2 separate regions of the Salmo salar genome follow, and region 1 is linked to region 2. Evidence: chromatin contacts called from public Hi-C data. All regions are on one chromosome and are shown on one strand. Each heading gives the region's core, a stretch centred on a gene start, on an enhancer-like site or on the middle of the called end of the contact. The rest is flanking DNA. Distances are from core to core; before and after follow the strand shown.

Region 1 (7,189 bases), core at 1,669-4,168, 130 kb after region 2:
CTAGGCCGTCATTGAAAATAACAATGTGTTCTTAACTGACTTGCCTAGTTAAATAAAAGGTGTAAAAAATCTAAATTTAAAATTAAAAAATCTAAATTCAAAATAAATGTAAAAACATTAAAAATACAGATTTCCGATTGTTATGAAAACTTGAAATCGGCCCTAATTAATCAGTCGACCTCTAGTTCTAACTGATAATTAATTGCACCCAACTGGTGTGCCAGGTCTAAATCAGTCCCTGATTAGAGGCGAACAACGGAAGAAAGCAGTGGAACTGGCTTCGAGGGTCAGAGTTGAGTTTGAGGGCTCTACATTATAGTTGTTTGTTTTGTTACAGAAACTGAAATTAGGGGAACTATTAACATTTTTGCAACCAGGAAATGACAGAGCGATATCTGCAATGTTGTATAAACAAAGACCAGGTAGAAACATAAAATAGAATGACTAGGTTATGTATATGGTATAAACAGTGCTATTGCAGGCATTGAATCCGGTCCCGAGCTAAAAGCTCCTATTTGCATTCCTCCATTCCTAAGCTGAACAACGCAACTATTTGCTTTTAATAGAAAGTTGTGTGGTATACAAGCCAGTGTTAAAATACTGACTGCTGTATATTTAGCCCAAGCCTTTCCATCTGCCTTGACAAAGTGAGATGATATCATATGATTCAATCTACAGCTTAATCAAGTGATGAAAGGCTTAATTACAAGCTCTACCTTGCCCTTCAAAAGGAATCATAAACAGCTCATCTCTTTGATACAAAAACAAGCACCAAGGTGAGGTAATCTTCAATCCCTCCAAAAAAATAACTTTAAACATGCTCGAAGCGAATATTAGCCTACATCTCAATACAGAATTCACTAGTGACATGTGACATTTTAAGGAAAAGCAGAGGCTTAAAAAAACCTGAAGCTTTGGACTTGCCCAACCATTTACACAGAAGGTGATTGTATTGGGCTATACTGCGGTGTTCGCCTAAGTCAGTTCGAGCCGAACACAGTGACCAAGCACAGTGAGTGGGTGGCACAAAGAGAGGGAGGCAGTGGTGTGTGTGTGTACAGGCCGTGAGGAGTAGGACCCCTTTAATCAGAGAGAGACTTAATCTTCTGCTGCTCTGGGCGAAACCATCAACAAGCCCACCTCCGTCCCATCCCTCCATCACCTCCAGCCCTGCCCAATGATGCGGTCCCAACGATTTATCTTGCCAGCAGCAAGGCATGCCACTGGAGCAAAGCTCCTTTCAAGCAGATTTATACTCCCCAAGAGCTGCAGCAAAGGTGCTTGAAAGAGCTCTTTATAAAGGCAAGGAAGCCAGCAGCTCACCTCTGCTAACTGCAGTCCCAATGGCCGTTTGATAGTCAGGATAATAAGCTAAGCAGTGAGGTGAACAGAATCAGAAACCCAATATCACCTCAATTACAACTGCCAGTGTGTCCTCCATCTTAATCACACTTCTTCATTACCAAGGGGATAAGAAAGAGCCAACCTCCAAGAGAAGATACTAAACATCAAAAGCTGAATGTTTTATGTTTTCATGGCACCAACCATAACTATACCTGTACCTGAGCCAAATTCCTTAGAGTAAGTATACTGTAGAGAATGTGGACTACAGTTGTAATTACAGAGTACACTGGACTGTTTCCAAGGGGATTACTGGGTGTTTGAATAAATCTCCTGGGTTGTAAGAGAAGCACTCTTTCAGATCTACTCAGAGGATTGCAGCCAAGGCAGTATTGAGCAACCCAATCACTGAGCTATAGGAAGTTAGGAACATATAGTGAGCTAGCTCTCACAGTGGAAAGTGTGGGGAAAGTGTTTTTCATACTTATCCACAAAGGACACGTCACATATATTACCGTGGTCACAAAACCTTTTAATTGATACATTTTCACGTGTAGTTATATTGTAGTAACATTGCTTTATGTTAACACCTCTAGCTAGCTAGATACCTTTCAAACAGCAATTCAAGCGACATAGCCAGTAGTGTCACTTCTATCATATCATGCCAAGAATCGAATTCAAGAGAATGTTAGCTATTATTAGTAGTACTAGTATTAAATCAATGCAACCAGAGCTATGATTCTGTGTTATCATGAAAACAGTAGACATCTGTTGACAACAAAACCTGCACTGGCAGGGTTTGCTAATGTCACTGCAAAACTGTCAATGATAGGTAGGTAGGCTATAATATGGCTAGCTAGTTACTCTCGTCTGACCGCGCACTCAAATAATCGACAACAGACAATTTTAGCCAGCTAGAAAGTAGCCCCGTCCATAACTAGCCACTCTGTTTTTAGGGATAGCAAGGAAGCCAGTATGTTTGCATTCCAACGGTTTTAAACTACCAGGTTAGCTGACTCGCTGACAAGCTAACCATTATATTGGATAGGTCAGATGGATTATTAGTAACATTTGGACGCTGCGGTATGCGATTCTTTACTAGTTCGCGCTAGCTGTCACATGCAGTAGTTTCTCAGCAAGTCAACTAACGTTAGCTAGCTTGCTACTCATGGAGCTAACAATAACATGACTGTAATAGCTGTTAACGAGAGATATCTGACAAGAAACGGGAACAAACTGAAATAGCTAGCTAGCTAGAGATGAGTCTGGCTTTCTGGTCATCCTTGAGCGTCATTGAGCAGCACTTCTAACCGCAGTGACAAGTCGCTCGTAGTACGATTGGGAGAATACTGCGTCTGCAATGAAAATGCTATGTTGTGAAATCATATTACAGCTTACCTTTCGGAGAGTAGAGTGGTCCAAATTGACTTCGGGGCTCAGGTTTTGTTTTATGCTGATATGACAACAGATGCTACAGGATTCCGTATGAATGGACAGTTACTGTAGCTTGCTCCGGTTTTCCGCTCCAGCGCTCGAGCCTTTTCTTTCGCTCTGTCACTTCCAGCGCCTTGTCCTAACGCAAAGGCTATTTAGGGATCCTCTGAATGTTGGTGTCCCCTTGAAATAACGAAAAAAAAGAGAGCAACGTTTACCTTTATGAGAAAATGATAAGCATAAATTGTATTACATGTTACATTGGTGCTGTTTTATTCATATTTAGAACCATGTTTATTTTATATTTCGCATATGTACCAATTGCATGTGTCATACAAGGAATTGCGGTCCTTAAGAGATCACAAATAGGGGAAAACGATATGCATAAACTATTTATGTGGTGAATAATTCCATGTTAACTGAAAGCAAACTATATATTATTTTCAGTTTTCTTACTTTCATATGTTCATTATAAGTAGCCGAATCTACACGGCAGCCCAATCCCTAGGCTGCGTAGTGTCATATGACAACAAAATCACCATTCTCCCTTAAAAAAGGTGAACAAAATAAAAAAGACAAACTTAGTGATTGCTGCCATCGGCTGGCCTTTTGTATACTGAAATATATACTGATAGAGTTTAAAGAAATCCAAACTGTTGGTCTGAGAGGCACACTAGAGGGCATCCACAGCACAGTTTTATATGCCAATATTATGGGGACATTAATTAGAACATAACAGGATGTGAAATGGCACACCAATCCTACTTTGATATTTTCCTGCCAAAATACAGCAACATTCCAGGCGTACTCACTTATCTAATCCATAGCAAGTGACACATTGATAATCAAACTTTTTATTACAAAAGTATTTTAGATTTGCTTTAAATTTTTGATTTTGATGGTGGTTAGTTAAAAACATTTTGGGGGGCATTCCCAAAGTCCCCCTAAAACACCAGTCCCCCAGGCCTAGACATTGGCAACTCAACCCGTCCATATCACATTGATATTGTAATTGTTAGGCTGTGGACCGCATTATGAAAGCGCTCCATCTTCAAAGGAAGTATAAATTACAGATAAGCCCCCTCCCAAAGCTCAGAATTATTGTATCACGGGATTTATTCATTTATTTACCCCTCTTGATTTAAAGACATACTTCTATGAAGAGGCCCCTCTCAACTTTGAGAGGAGAATGTCTTGTACTTGCCATTGAAATCTGAAGAGGCACCAAATAAAGCCTGCAGGTGTAGGCCTAATGCACCTTACTCAAAATGGACAGCATTTAGTCAGGATCATTACAAGATGATTATGATAAGACATTTTTAGGGAGTCACACATGCTCTTTATGACAAGTCTTACATTGCATTACACTGCATAACAATGCATTAAAGGCTTTAAGTAAAGTGTTACCAAAATTAAATCTAATCCAAACTAAGTGTAAAGTAGAGCACCTATCCACTGGTAGCTACCAGCATGTTAACCTGTAGTAAACTGGGTCCCATTGGAATGTTAATGCTACTATAGCCACTGACCAACTCTGCTGCATATTCCCCCTCAATCCAATCATGATTCATGGCTCTCAGAGCCTCAGACACATTCAGTGAACAACTCGTGCAGAAGGCTCATAATAATTTGACATGGTTTGTACCCGCCATCTGTGAAATCTGAGTAAATCATGCTCCTCAGCATAGAAATATAATCTATTAATCTTCTATTCATGTTCTTATTATCTACTCATTCTATGCCAGTCGGGAGGTTGATTGACTGTATCAGAGGTGATTGTAATGTTAACGGGATTGGGTCAATTCAGAAAAGCAAATGATAGGCCTACTATGATCAACTTCCTTTTGTGCGGTGGACATGGTCCCTATAATGTGCATTATTTTTCACCAGAGCCCTATGAGCCCTGATCAAAAGTAGTGCACTATGTAGGGAATTGGGTGCCATTTGGGACGCAGTCATGACTGTGACCATTTTACTTTTCATCACGAGATTGCCTAAATATACTGTATTACATCCAGGGAATTATTGTCATTTACAACTTTGGATAACCCTAATCATGCTGTAACACATATTGTAGGGTGGCTTGCAAAAGTATTCACCCCCTTGGCATGTTTCCTATTTTGTTGCCTTACAACCTGGAATTAAAATAGATTTTTGGGGGGTTTGTATCATTTGATTTATGCAACATGCCTACCACTTTGAAGATGCAAAATATTTTTTACTTTGAAACAAACAAGAAATAAGACAATAAAACTGAAAACTTGAGCGTGTATAACTATTCACCCCCCCCCCCCCAAAAGTCAATACTTTGTAGAGCCACCTTTTGCAGCAATTACAGCTGCAAGTGTCTTGGGATATGTCTCTATTAGCTTGGCACATCTAGCCACTGGGATTTTTGCCCATTCTTCAAGGCAAAACTACTCCAGCTCCTTCAAGTTGGATGGGTTCCGCTGGTGTACAGCAATCTTTAAGTCATACCACAGATTCTGAGTTGGATTGAGGTCTGGGCTTTGACTAGGCCATTCAGAGACATTTAAATGTTTCCCATTAAACCACTCGAGGGTTGCTTTAGCAGTATGCTTAGGGTCATTGTCTTGCTGGAAGGTGAACCTCTGTCCCAGTCTCAAATCTCTGGAAGACTGAAACAGGTTTCCCTCAAGAATTTCCCTGTATTTTGCGCCATCCATCATTCCTTCAATTCTGACCAGTTTCCCAGTCCCTGCCGATGAAAAACATCCCCACAGCATGATGCTGCCACCACCATGCTTCACTGTGGGGATGGTATTCTTGGGGTGATGAGAGGTGTTTGGTTTGTGCCAGACATATAGTTTTCCTTGATGGCCAAAAAGCTCAATTTTAGTCTTATCTGATCAGAGTACCTACTTCCATATATTTGGGGAGTCTCCCAGATGCCTTTTGGCAAACACCAAACGTGTTTGCTTATTTGTTTCTTTAAGCAATGGCTTTTTTTTGGACACTCTTCCATAAAGCCCAGCTCTTTGGAGTGTACGGCTTAAAGTTATACTATGGACAGATACTCCAATCTCCGCTGTGGAGCTTTGCAGCTCCTTCAGGGTTATCTTTGGTCTCTTTGTTGCCTCTCTGATTAATGCCCTCCTTGCCTGGTCCGTGAGTTTTGGTGGGCAGCCCTCTCTTGGCAGGTTTGTTGTGGTGCCATATTCTTTAAATGTTTTAATAATGGATTTAATGGTGGGATGTTCAACGTTTCGGATATTTTTTTATAACCCAACCCTGATCTGTACTTCTCCACAACTTTGTCCCTGACCTGTTTGGAGAGCTCCTTGGTCTTCATGGTGCCGCTTGCTTGGTGGTGCCTCTTGATTAGCGGTGTTGCAGGGCCTTTCAGAACAGGTGTATATATACTGAGATCATGTGACACTTAAATAAAGTCCCCCTGTGTGCACTCTAACTAATTATGGGACTTCTGAAGGTAATTGGTTGCACCAGACCTTATTTAGGGGCTTCATAGCAAAGGGAGTGAATACATATGCACGCACCACTTTTCCATTTTACATTTTTTAGAATTTTTTGAAACAAGTAATTTTTTTCATTTCACTTCACCAATTTGGACTATTTTGTGTATGTCCATTATATGAAATCCAAATAAAAATCTATTTAAATTACAGGTTGTAATGCAACAAAATAGGAAAAATGCCAAGGGGGATGAATACTTTTGCAAGGCACTGTAACTGACACATAATCAGACAGAGGTTACAGTCAGTGGCGACTCGTCATTTAGGTCAGGTGTTACCTGTTTTGCAAGTTATTTTGGCGTTAATACGTGCCACATATCAGTTTGCAAACAATGTAAAAAAATATATAATTGAGTTAATAAAGCCACATACAAACATGGTCTCTTTTTTGCTTTCTTGAATAAGGCAGCTCCAAAATGCAGGTGTTTCAGCCTAGCTCAGTGCTTTCTGTGGTGCTAGGGCAGCCAGCAGAAAATACAGAGCATAGGGGTTGGTAATATTCTCTAGTTGCGCCGTGATTGGCTCAGTGTTCTGTCACTCGTGACGACACTACGTCACCGCAAAATCTACGGGGAGAGCCATACCATACCGTACCATATCATAGAGTTACATTAGAAGTGCCCATCCAAGAAGGCTCAAGGTCATTGGTCACAGATAAAATGACGTCAAATCCCGTTATATCTACCGTAGTTTTGATTAGACTGATCACATCGACAGCAAGCTAGCAGTAATCATCATGAATCAAGTTGACAATTTACTGGCAAGTCCTTTTTAATCCTTGTCATATGAAGAGAAATTATAGATGAAACGTAGCGGTGCTCATCGGCCATTGGACATAAACATTACACAACAAGTTGGAAATCACAAATTCAACAATGAGTGGTTTGGAAGGAATCAGTGGCTAACTGCAAGCGTTGCAG
Region 2 (6,518 bases), core at 3,533-6,032:
GAGCTGCATCCTTGTTCTATCGAAACAACTTCAGATATGGTGCTGTGAAACACTAATTGGTCAACTAACCTTTGAGATCAATTTGTGATTGGTGGAATAACATTCTATGCTCTCAGCCGTAGAGAGTGGAGACAGAGGTTGCATGATAAATCACACCCTATTCCCTATATAATGCACTACTTTTGACCAGAGCCTGAGCCCATAGGGCCCTGGTCAAAAGCAGTGCACTATAAAAGGGAACAGGGTGCCATTGGGGCACATCCAGAGAGAGAAAATGAAGCTGAGGGCTGTTGGTCTGGACACTGGTCAGAAACCATACGAGACACAGTAGCCTTCTCTAATGAAAAACCCATTGTTCCGGCACCCCTGCAGAAGAACACGAGGTCTGTGTCCCCAATGGCACCATATTCCCTAATCCTTACATAGCGCACTACTTTTGACCAGAGCCCATAGAGTAGTGCACTACATAGGGAATAGGGTGCCATTGGGGACACAAACACGAGGTCTGCTTGCCCCTGGACTTAAATATGCACGGGCCCAGTGAGGGGAGAGAGAAAGAAAAGCTCTCACTTTGCTATTCTCAATTCATCTCTCTGTGAATTCCTCTTATTCATCTATTCTAATCGAGCCCCCTTGGAATTTGTGATCACGCTCTCTGCTTCTCTGACTGGTACAAGCGTATGTGTACCCGAGGCATTAGGAAATGAGACTGGGAGAGTTTTCATTTCAGACTGTGCTAAAAGAATAGAAAGGAGAGAATGCGAGCAGGGAAACATGTATTGTGTGTGTGTGTGTGTTTTAAGGGTACCTTCTGACTGAGGATTGAGCGGATGGCTCTGTCCACCTCTGCAGGGTTGTCGATGTTCACCGTCCACACGTGGGGCTGGCCAATATACACCTCAGCATATGGGTGCTGGGAGGTCAACTGCATGGGAACACATTTTTATTGAATTTCTTCCGACTGCCATGAAAATACTTTTGGCAAGCTGAAGAAAACGCACAATATATATGTTTTATTATTTATTCACGTTCATATTTCAGTCATTTAGCAGGTTTGGCAGCTGCTCTTATCCAGACAATACTGAAGTCATATTGGCTGAATTGGCTAGTCAGCTAATAAATAGACAGTTATTTTTTTTATCTTTAGTCCCTTGGCAGGCTAAAAACAGAAACGCAGGACAGAATCAAAACAGACATGACACAGTAGTTCACTTCAATAGGAGAGCATTGAAGTCGAGTCACATCACAGATGAAGAAGTACTGTGCGCACACGCTCAACAAACTAGACCCTATCCTTCAAACACCAGACTGACTTATTACAGAGGACCTGTCATGAATAAAAGAAAGGAGAGGTAATAGCACAGAAGTGAATAGAGGACTAGGTTATGTCTCTCTCTCTCCCTCACACACACACACACTTTGACTGGGGGATCCCTGGGCAGAGTGGCGCCTCTCACCTCTCTCAGGGTGGGCTTGCCCTTGAAGAAGTCCGTGTTTTTGCTGCTCTTGGGAGGGGTGAACTTGGGGTTGAGGAAGGCACAGCCATTGGCTATGGCCTCTAGGGGGGCGGGGCCTTCGTAGGGGAAGGACAGGCCAACAAACAGCTGTGGAGAAAAAGAGCATTACATTTACATTGACATTTAGCAGACGCTATTGTCCAGAGCAACTTACAATCAATGCATTCAACTAAGTTCAGTAGGAAACAACAACTACATATCACAGTTATTGCAAGTAGACTCTTATTTGAAATTGACCCCATCAGCAGAATCAGTGCCAGGAAGAGAAAAAAAACGATTGCAGAATTCCCACAGCCTTGTCTTTGTCTTTTTGCTCTGCACCAGCAGCATACCCAGCCTGCTTTTATTGGTTCTTAACCATTCCTAAGTGTTCTGCTATAAAACTGGCTCGTAAAAGAGGGCTTCTCCTGTCTGGTAAGCACAGCCACAAGATCTCAGTCGCTTTAGTGTGGTGTGTGTGTGTGGTGTCGGCCCAAGGAGAGGCTAAACGCGGAGTTCACACAACATGGTAGAGTGAAGACGTGCACACACACGTGCACTGACAAACAATGACCAGAGGAGGAAGTAAGGCTTGTGGTGTTGTTAGGATTGGTCTCTGGATATGAGACTCATGGGCTTGAAACCCCTGACCTGTTTTTACTTGGAAAAAATGCATATGCATGCCAGGGATAAAACGTAAAAATAAATTGGAGCAATAAAGAAAAGCAGAACATTGGCAAAGCCAGCAGAAATGGACAGACTGTGTAAATAAGTGTGTATTGTTTTATGTACTAACCCATCTGGTTCAAGCACTACTCAGCACTGAGACAAGTACAGTAGCTGCAGTACTTGTATTACCTGTACTACTAGCTCTCGTCATGAAACACGCTCATCACACAGATACGCTCCTGTCCTTGGAGAGAAGAGGCCGTGCCAATCATCACAACAAAGACTCCATACACACAAAGGATAATAGGAAACCCATTGAGCTGGATGACCAAAGCAAATATCTGAGAGGCTCTTCTAACATGCTGGAACCAGAGGTGACTAGTCCGTGAAGCGTGCCACAATAATGTGTTTGTCTGAGGCCCCATTAGTAAAAAGAGAGCCGTTGGAGCTGGGGTTGTTATAGCGGAGGGCCGGCGACGGCCACAATGGCTGGTCTGTGAGTCGGCGAGAGCCAGATCCCACCGGGTCAGTGCCGGCCATGCCTGGGGAGACAGACGGTCTCTTTAGTTCAGCCCACTGTTGGCAACACTGCTGTACACGGACTCTCCCATATCATCCCTTCTCTTCAGTCTATACCCATATCATCCTTCTCTTCAGTCTATACCCATATCATCCTTCTCTTCAGTCTATACCCATACCATCCCTTCTCTTCAGTCTATACCCATATCATCCTTCTCTTCAGTCTATACCCATATCATCCTTCTCTTCAGTCTATACCCATATCATCCTTCTCTTCAGTCTATACCCATATCATCCTTCTCTTCAGTCTATACCCATATCATCCTTCTCTTCAGTCTATACCCATATCATCCTTCTCTTCAGTCTATACCCATATCATCCTTCTCTTCAGTCTATACCCATACCATCCCTTCTCCTCAGTCTATACCCATATCATCCTTCTCTTCAGTCTATACCCATATCATCCTTCTCTTCAGTCTATACCCATATCATCCTTCTCTTCAGTCTATACCCATATCATCCTTCTCCTCAGCCACTGTACCTCACTACTCTCCTTAACAGCTACTGTGTGTGCAGGGTCTTGTTCCAGCCCTGCAGTAACACATCTAACTCAGCTAATCATGGTCCAGAGTGAAATCCTTATCAGGGTTACTTAAAAAAGGTGTGTTAGTGACAAGCTGGAGCAAAAGCCCACAGTCCCAGGACAGTAGCTCCCCAGAACCGGAGAACCCCAATGTAAACACTGAACAGCAGTGGGACACAGTATTGACTGCAGCTTTCAGTGTTTCGTCAACAGGTGGCAGCAGAGGCTGACTGGTGGTGCTTCCTCCCAGGCAAGAGTGCAGCCCAGTGAGCCCACAGGCCTGACAAACAGCTGCTATTTATAGATCAAACTCCTCTCAGACAGTGTAGCATAGCACAGCATACAAAAGCATAGCGTAGCATATGCTAAATGGATATTGTGAGAAGGAATCTATATAGGGGATGGTGAGAAGGTGAGAGGCAACCAGGCTCGTTGTAAGTGCTTCAGATATCACTTTGAAAAGGTAGCTAGCGATGTGAAAGGGAAGAGCAGCGAATACAGTGACCTTCGATGAAATACAGTACTTGAACAACTTCAGAAGAATAATGTGGTCATATGCCAGTATAAAGAAGGCAGAGACCTAGGAGAGAAAATCCAGTGATCCAGCACTAAATACAGCAGACTAATGTTATACCTTGGACTGTTATTTCAACAGAAGGGCCCTTTTGCAATAGCATGAATCTGGAGTGAAGTTTCCCCTAGTGACAGAATAGATGCTTGCAAGCAAGCATGCTACTGTACTAAGCTGTGCACTGGACAAATAAAGTCTGATTTAATTTTGTTCTAGGGTCAGCTTACCCTCCCTGCATCTTAACCATAACCATTAGTGGGGGAAAAAGCAAAACAGACCCAAGATCAGAGTGTAGGGGCAACGTCACCCTACTCCAGACCAATGCTTCATCTTGGACGGTTATTTCAATAGAAGGGCACTTGGCCATAGCATGACAGAGGAGATGAACACGTTCGACTGGTCTAAAGGATATGCTGGCTATGGAAACAACCCAAGGTCAAACCACATTCCACACAGGGAACATGCAAATTGCATGAAGAGCGGGAGGACAATAATCGTAGCCTACTGTACTTCCTTCTAGGTACAAAGTTGAATTCTGTCATAAAGAGATAATTAGGACCTTAGATCAACATGAGCCCTGTCTTCGATACAGTTGTAAACGCAAGGTAGTCTACGTTTTGTGAGATTTGGTATTTAATTAGGATCCCCATTAGCTACAGCCAAAGCATTCAAATCAAATCACATTTTATTGGTCACATACACGTGTTTAGCGGATGTCATTGCGAGTGTAGCAAAATGCTTGTCTTAATACCAATGCCATACAATATTATACTAGGGTAGTATAATGCTGGTTCATTGCCAACTCTATACAGTGCCTTCCACCCCTGCCCTGTTTTATACTGTATCTATGTATTCCGTGTTGTTTTGCCAAAAATCTCGGGGGAGCAATTAACACAAGCAATCTGTTAGCAGGTAAATGCTTTATTCATAAAGAGGAGCAGGGAGGAAAGCGTGGCTGGAAAACACCTTGCCTCATTCTTCTTGTTATCTCAACAACACAATACTGCTGCTAAGGTCTGGATTTATGGCAATTCATTAGCGCTCCCTCCGGGCTTCCAAAAACCAGGTTAATGAGAAGATCTTGAAGATCTCCTCCACTCTCTCTCTCTCCTTCCAAAGATCTCCTTCACCCTCTCCCTCTCTCTTTCCAAAGATCTCCTCCACCTTCTCCCCCCTCTCTCCATCCAAAGATCTCCTCCACTCTCTCTCTCCTTCCAAAGATCTCCCCCTCTCTCTCTCTCCTTCCAAAGATCTCCCCCTCTCTCTCTCTCCTTCCAAATACCTCCTCCTCTCTCTCTCTCTCTTTCCAAAGATCTCCTCCCCCTCTCTCTCTTCTTCCAAAGATCTTGATAACTCTCTCTCTCCTTCCATAGATCTCCTCCACTATCTCTCTCTCCTTCCAAAGATCTCCTCCTCTCTCTCTCTCTCTCTCTCTCTCTCTCTCCTTCCAAAGATCTCCTCCACTCTCTCCTTCCAAAGATCTCCTCCACTCTCTCTCTCTCCTTCCAAAGATCTCCAATCTCTCTCCTTCCAAAGATCTCCCCCCCCTCTCTCTCCTTCCAAAGATCTCCTCCCCCCTCTCTCTCCTTCCAAAGATCCCCCCCTCTCTCTCCTTCCAAAGATCTCCCCCTCTCTCTCTCTCCTTCCAAAGATCTCCTCCACTCTCTCTCTCCTTCCATAGATCTCCTCCACTCTCTCTCTCCTTCCAAAGATCTCCTCCACTCTCTCTCCCTCCTTCCAAAGATCTCCTCCAATCTCTCTCTTTCCAAAGATCTCCTCCAATCTCTCTCTCTCCTTCCAAAGATCTCCTCCAATCTCTCTCTCTCCTTCCAAAGATCTCCTCCAATCTCTCTCTCTCCTTCCAAAGATCTCCTCCACTCTCTCCTTCCAAAGATCTCCTCCACTCTCTCTCTCCTTCCAAAGATCTCCTCCTCTCTCTCTCTCTCTCTCCTTCCAAAGATCTCCTCCACTCTCTCCTTCCAAATATCTCTTCCACTCTCTCTCTCTTCTTCCAAAGATCTCTGATAACTCTCTCTCTCCTTCCATAGATCTCCTCCACTATCTCTCTCTCCTTCCAAAGATCTCCTCCTCTCTCTCTCTCTCTCTCTCTCTCTCTCCTTCCAAAGATCTCCTCCACTCTCTCCTTCCAAAGATCTCCTCCACTCTCTCTCTCTCCTTCCAAAGATCTCCAATCTCTCTCCTTCCAAAGATCTCCTCCACACTCTCTCTCCTTCCAAAGATCTCCTCCACCCTCTCTCTCCTTCCAAAGATCTCCTCCACTTACTCTCTCCTTCCAAAGATCTCCTCCACCCTATCCCTCCTTCCAAAGATCTCCTCCACCCTCTCGCTCTCTCTCTCCTTCCATAGATCTCCTCCCCCTCTCTCTCCTTCCAAAGATCTCCTCCACTCTCTCTCCTTCCAAAGATCTCTTCCACTCTCTCTCTCTCTTCTTCCAAAGATCTCTGATAACTCTCTCTCTCCTTCCATAGATCTCCTCCACTATCTCTCTCTCCTTCCAAAGATCTCCTCCTCTCTCTCTCTCTCTCTCTCCTTCCAAAGATCTCCTCCACTCTCTCCTTCCAAAGATCTCTTCCACTCTCTCTCTCTTCTTCCAAAGATCTCTGATAACTCTCTCTCTCCTTCCATAGATCTCCTCCACTATCTCTCTCTTCTTCCAAAG

Evidence for each region. A called contact is a pair of places that touch in the nucleus more often than the background predicts.
Region 1: a Hi-C map of gill shows a contact between it and region 2, with 9 times the contacts expected there. The contact joins the promoter of LOC106575089 here to the enhancer-like site in region 2. A contact is called at or near these places in 3 of 3 Hi-C or Micro-C datasets (blood, gill and muscle).

Annotation. Positions count from the first base shown.
Region 1 is chrssa17:9,859,009-9,866,197 of Ssal_v3.1, forward strand. LOC106575089 (alpha-1,6-mannosylglycoprotein 6-beta-N-acetylglucosaminyltransferase A) reads right to left here and starts at 2,919. Exons shown (of 17, transcript XM_014151270.2): 1 at 2,740-2,919.
Region 2 is chrssa17:9,727,334-9,733,851 of Ssal_v3.1, forward strand. LOC106575089 (alpha-1,6-mannosylglycoprotein 6-beta-N-acetylglucosaminyltransferase A) reads right to left here. Exons shown (of 17, transcript XM_014151270.2): 13 at 1,458-1,604; 14 at 809-925. Among protein-coding and RNA genes, the nearest start is that of tm163, 58 kb to the left of the region's middle. Within about 2 kb of position 4,783, at least 1 of the 13 cell types and tissues checked has an H3K27ac peak or open chromatin away from gene starts, as enhancers often do. A contact at or near this core is called in gill, where this site is marked.